2 separate regions of the Zea mays genome follow, and region 1 is linked to region 2. Evidence: chromatin contacts called from public Hi-C data. All regions are on one chromosome and are shown on one strand. The core of a region is the stretch at or near the end of the contact, and the rest is flanking DNA. Distances in the headings are between cores, read along the strand shown. Region 1 holds the start of LOC100192949 (40S ribosomal protein S19-3). Region 2 holds the start of LOC100285757 (F-box domain containing protein).

Region 1 (2,818 bases), core at 136-2,635, 230 kb after region 2:
GACCACCAATCCATAGTAGCTAGAAAAAAGAAGGTGCGGTGTTACAGATCGACTTGCTTGGAAGTTAGAACAACACAAAACAAAAGGATCACGTTGTTTGGGCTCTAGGCTCCCGCCGCCTGATCTCCTTGGTGGTTGATGCCCTGATGGCCTGATGACTGATAGGACCACAGGGCCACAGGGAGACTGAAGAGCGCAGCACGGTAGTAGTGCAACACACGTGGTGCGCCACCGCAAGCACCGCACCAGGCCAACTTCACGTTTATTTTTTATGTATTTGTATTTGATGTTTGGATTATTTTATTATATTTATATTCTAATATATGTACTTATAGACTTAAATATTAAATCTATAGTTTTATTTGTTATTCTTGTCTTTATATTTTAAATTGTATACCAAACCATTATAGATTATGCTAAATTATTTATGAAAAATTAATATTGGCATACCTTATGAAAAAAACCCTAGCTACACCATTGATTGGTTGAAGAGTCAACTAGAATGGAGCGGCTCCATTCCGATTTTTGATAATGGAGCCGTTCTATTCTACGTTTGACAAGCAAAATAGAGCCGCTCTATTTTTTGTTTAGTTGAATAATAGAATAGAGCGGAGCAGCTCCGTTCTTTGTTTGGTTGGAGAGCCATATGAGTGTAGAGTGGAAGAAAGGGATGAGAGCGCTCACATCTGGTCGTTTTGGTGAAGCGGGAGTATTTCAACTATTTATGATAAATTTTTATATGAAAACTCTAGAAACCAATCCAGTCCTTTTTTATTGGAAACTAAATATCCATAAAATAAAAATATAGCCACTTCATTCTCCTACACTTTTCAACCCGACACACTCTAAGGTAGTGTTTGGTTGAAGAGCCAAGTAGAACGGAGTTCTTCTGTCCCAGTTTTGTTGCTGTTTGGTTACAAAGTAAATAGAACGGAATGACTCCAATTAGGAAATATTCTCCTCAGATCCGGAACCATTCCGCTCCAAAAAATCAACCGGACGGAGCCGCTCCGTTCCCATCCCGCTCTCACAGTCACGCTCCGTTCCGTTCACTCTGCAACCAAACAAAAAACAGAGTCGCTCTGTTCCAGATTATTAAACACAGAACAGAGTGACTCCGTTCCTAGAACCAGGGATGAAACGACTCTATTCTACTTGGCTTCTCAACCAAACACTACCTAAAGGACGCTAGCTCCAAACTCCACCTTCGACTTGCAATAGAGGAGCCTACCTACCCTTTGTTACCTATCAGCCCAACTTCAACTTGGCCCGTTTATACCGTGCTGGGCCTGCCTATACCATCTCGAAGACCCCAACCCTAAAACTAGCCGCTCACCCCCATAACAACCGTCGGATCTCCATCCGACGACCAAACGCCGAACCCCGTCATATATAAATTTACGCTCCGCCTGCCACGCCGCTCCTCCAAACCCTAGTCTCAGAGCAGCCGCATCCACAACCTGCCTCTCTCGTCCCCTGGCGGCGTCCGCGGCAGGATGGCGGAATCTACGGCGAGGACGGTGAAGGATGTCAACCCGCACGAGTTCGTCAAGGCCTACTCCGCCCACCTCAAGCGCTCCGGCAAGGTAACGGTGCTCGACTCGCCCCCCTTTCCCATCTGATTCGACGCTGTAAGCCTACAACGGATGGTCGCGCACCGCGGCAGTCCGCGGAGACGAGCCGGTGCGATTTCATCAGATTGCCGTTGCCCGAGCAGTTATGAGCTGTTTTGTGATTACACGGATCCATCGCCCTGTTATTGCTCTGGTTATACCAGCGAACTTTTCCCGCGTCTTGCTTACTCTCGTTGCGCTCGTGATTAGTGACACGGGGATACACCATTTTTTGCTAAACATGCTGTGGTGCAGGAATTATGTTCTGTGGCTTCTAGGCATTTGATTGGTAGGTTAAAGAGATTTGTTCACGTAACTAACTTCGAATTTATTAGACATAGGCAATGCTGTTCTTCTTGTCTTATGCCTACGCCGTAGAATCAATTCTAGATCGTCTGTGCAGAAAAATCTGTATGTAAAGTGTTTTATATTGTCTATATACGTCGGTTTTAGGCAAAATCTAACAGTATTTTGAAGATCCCCCAGCATTTCATCTATGCAGGGCCTATATGAGGTGTGAGTTATTTTGTTTCTATTGATATCTATCAAACATAGTCTGTGGTTAGCCTGTGGTCTGGAGTGAACCATGGCTCTGTTTAGAATTGGCTGTTTCTGGTTCCAAATCCTTGGGATAATGAAGTACACTAAGAATTCCATTTATCTCATGATGAATAGTGGGCTGATTATACTACTAGGCTGTTAATTGAAAATCGTAGTTAAAACTTTTATTGCTTAAAGAAGCTAAGTTTGTGTTGTATGGGCATGCGATTAGTTTAGAGGTGAGGTTGGGATACTGTTTTCTTCATTGCATTGGTTATGTTGGTATGTGTGATTAATTATAAGTGTACTCTTCTGTTAGATGGAGCTCCCTGAGTGGGTTGACATTGTGAAGACTGCGAGGTTCAAGGAGCTTCCTCCTTATGATCCTGACTGGTACTACATCAGGGCTGGTAAGGGATCTTGTCTGTTTGCCAAAATCATACTACAATCCTCAATCTCCAAATTCTGCACTTCTATCAGATTCTTAAATTTCTTCTCCTGCAGCATCCATTGCAAGGAAGATCTACCTAAGGCAAGGCATCGGTGTGGGTGGCTTTCAGAAGATCTACGGTGGCCGCCAGAGGAATGGCTCCCGCCCACCACACTTCTGCAAGAGCAGTGGTGCTGTTGCACGCAACATCCTGCAGCAGCTGCAGATTATGGGC
Region 2 (3,019 bases), core at 455-2,954:
TCACTTTCACTGGTGTCTTCAGATAAACCTTCTAAAATTTCCCTGGTGATCTTCTCTGTATTCGTCTTTGCTATCGATTCAAGAAACCCAAGATTCTTCTCCTCAGAAAGGCTCAGCCTCGTTTCGGCAACAACTTTTTTATCTTGAGTCATCTTCGGAAATGTTGAAAATGTGCTCTTAAGGCCGAAGCTAAAAAATTTAAAAAGCCAGGCAAGCGTTGGTATGCAAGAGCTAAAAATTGGGAAAGCAAGAGCAGATAGCAAGAAAGCGTGCCAAATGTGTTCGCAGTGTGCTCTTATTTATACGTCTAGTGCGTTGCAAGTGGGAGGGCCTCGCTTGTCATTGTCTGTTGCTATTCTAGCAAAGGGAAGGTGTTTTTTCGGACCTTCGGCTTAAGGCCTTCGTCCATATCGCAATCTGAATTTATTATTCTAACAAATTAATATTGCGAGGGGCTACAGTTGGGGGCCTTCGGCTTCCGAAGGTCCTCAAAAACATGATTTAACAATGTTTCTGGAGTATGATACATGAACAGGTACCTTCGGACTTAGGTCAAAACCATAGGGTGAAGAAGCATAAAGAATACAAAGGATGGTGCATAGCCGAAGCTATGCGTAGGGGAGCTTCGGCATGATAGCAGAAAAGAAAACCGACTTAAAGAGAAAAAGACTATTTAAACCCCGATGGATTACTATAGAGTTATTAGCAAATATAAAGGGCATGAGTGTAATTTTACATGGGCTGCGTCCCATACCTATAAATAGATGAACAGTGCTCCCGTACTGTTCAGGCTGACTCGGCATTTGCTTTTGCGTCACGCTTGTACTTTTGCCTTCTTTCAAGCCGAAGGTACATTTGTAATTTGTTATCATTTCTATTTTTCAATTAAGATAAGATAGATATAAGGTAATAATAATATTCAAGTGCTTATGTTATTTCCCATACCTTATATGAATCCTTCTTCATTATTTGTTGTGCTTATGAAGGTATATCCTTCATAAACCTTCGTCCGAAACTCGTTATATCCCAAGGGGAAATAATGCTTCGAAGGACGAAGGACTTTAATGTTTAACAATTTCTGTGTTGCCTTGTTCTTAATTCATAGCATTTAAGGACAAGTCACCAACAAATAGTGTCCCACATCATATTTTTTGATGACATGTCGGTATTTAAGAGAATTGAGTTTTATAAGATGAAACCATGTCAACTCGTTTTTAAGGTATTGGAAACTGTATGAAACCTCCATAGAGAGATTTGTTTTATCTTTACATATTTTACTAACTTCTATTGACCATTGAATTACATCAATTAATTAGTATGTTAGTCTATAAAATAGTGAATTGATTTTTTTATTAAAAGGCATTGTTTCATTCTGAATTTCATGACACTTGATGATATAGCAGTGTTGGAAAGAGTGCTACGAAATCTCCATTATGAATAGCCTACGAAACTTTATGTTGCAGCCCTCTAGGCCTCTATGCTACACAATTATGTATACTTCTGGAGCTACCGTAGGCCGCTATATATAGCATAGGTAATTACTTCAGCAAAATCACATTTTTATAGATTAAAATGAATAAAACATGTAACAGCTGATATTGAGGAAATATATAGTGGATTATAAGCGTAGATGATTATAATATAGAATAAGAAATCTTAATAACTAGACTATAAATAATGATATAGAGATAATCTCACTTTTTATTCTAAACTCTACTGCCGTACAGTCTATGCAACGCCTGAAGAGCACGGCGCTGCCCGGAGAAGGATGCGTGTAAGGTGTAACTATCGCCTACTGCAGCTCAGGTTGTTTCTGATAGTCTTCTCTTCTGCCGTCCATCCGGCCTGCGCGCTCGCTCTCCTGCTCTTCTGCGCCAACTGGGCGACCGCCGACGCCAACGCCGACGACCTACGCCAGGTGCTGGGATTTTTGTCGGTTCCTTCGGCAGCTTTCGTCGCGTCCTTCGCCGGCGACGAGCACTCACCAGGTATGCGCACCCTTTTCTTTCCGTTCTGCTTTGCGAAACCCCGAATCCTAACTTAGGCTATGTGGCTATTGGATCTGATCTAATTACAATTAGTCTGCACAAATTATTGGGTGTACACCCATAGGTCCGCTCCTGAAGAAGACTGGGATATTTTGCATACACAGAGGATCATCTGTAAGTTAAATCTTCTGAAATCTGGATCCAACATTTGTACCATACTGGTGAATATCCTTGCTTTACTTTTGAGTCATGTTTGAATTAACCTTTCTTTCCCCACCATGCAATAGTTCCGTTTGATGAACTCACGGGAATGGTGATGCTCATTTTCTAAAGGACCGGTCCCCTTTTTGTTTAATTTCCAAAGGTACCATGATTACTAAATAATGATTTATTAGAAATTAATGACTGATGGGGTCAAGATGTGTGAAACTGTTAAGAGCTTGAGATCTGCTGATTGACCACACCCAAAAGGGAAAATGAAGGTGGTCTTTTGAAGATTTGATTTACTTTGTAAAAGGGCATAATTTTGTGATAACTGGGAATCATTCCTCAACAATACTGATAAAACTTCAAGTTTTTCCTTGATGTTGAACTGCTACCTCCATGCCTCCATTGTGCCACAGTGGATATCCATTTGGTGCTCTGTCCCTATCATCTAGTTGTGGTGATGGGGTTCAGGCATTCCCTAGTCGAACCCCCTCGCTCACCCACCCACCCTGGTTGGAAGACTCCGTTGTGATTATCCATAACTTTTGGTTGACCTTACATCTCTAATTATCGTATTTCATGGAATGTGTATGCTATTCGTACTGGGACATATATATAAAGCAGTGAGCCAGTGACCACTGTTCCATGCTCTACTGAAGTGCCCTTCTATGTTTTCCCATGTTTATCATTTTTCTGCAATCAATTAGTGTATTACAGTGAAAGTGAAGTACTAAAATTAGGAGTATTGGTACCACTTCTTTCTGTGCTCATGAATTAGTTTATTTTGGCAATTTAATGAGGCTTGTCTCATGTCTGATTACTTC

What was found. Hi-C and Micro-C count contacts between places; a contact is called where the count stands out from the background.
Region 1: a contact with region 2 is called in a Hi-C map of ear, with 2.6 times the contacts expected there. The contact joins the promoter of LOC100192949 here to the promoter of LOC100285757 in region 2. A contact is called at or near these places in 5 of 25 Hi-C or Micro-C datasets (bundle sheath, ear, endosperm and 2 more).

What each region holds. Positions count from the first base shown.
Region 1 is chr1:74,870,455-74,873,272 of Zm-B73-REFERENCE-NAM-5.0, forward strand. LOC100192949 (40S ribosomal protein S19-3) reads left to right here and starts at 1,386. Exons shown (of 4, transcript NM_001138127.2): 1 at 1,386-1,586; 2 at 2,473-2,563; 3 at 2,658-2,818. The coding sequence starts at 1,497.
Region 2 is chr1:74,641,709-74,644,727 of Zm-B73-REFERENCE-NAM-5.0, forward strand. It overlaps LOC100285757 (F-box domain containing protein), which reads left to right and starts at 1,705. Exons shown (of 4, transcript NM_001158647.2): 1 at 1,705-1,988; 2 at 2,113-2,162; 3 at 2,276-2,352.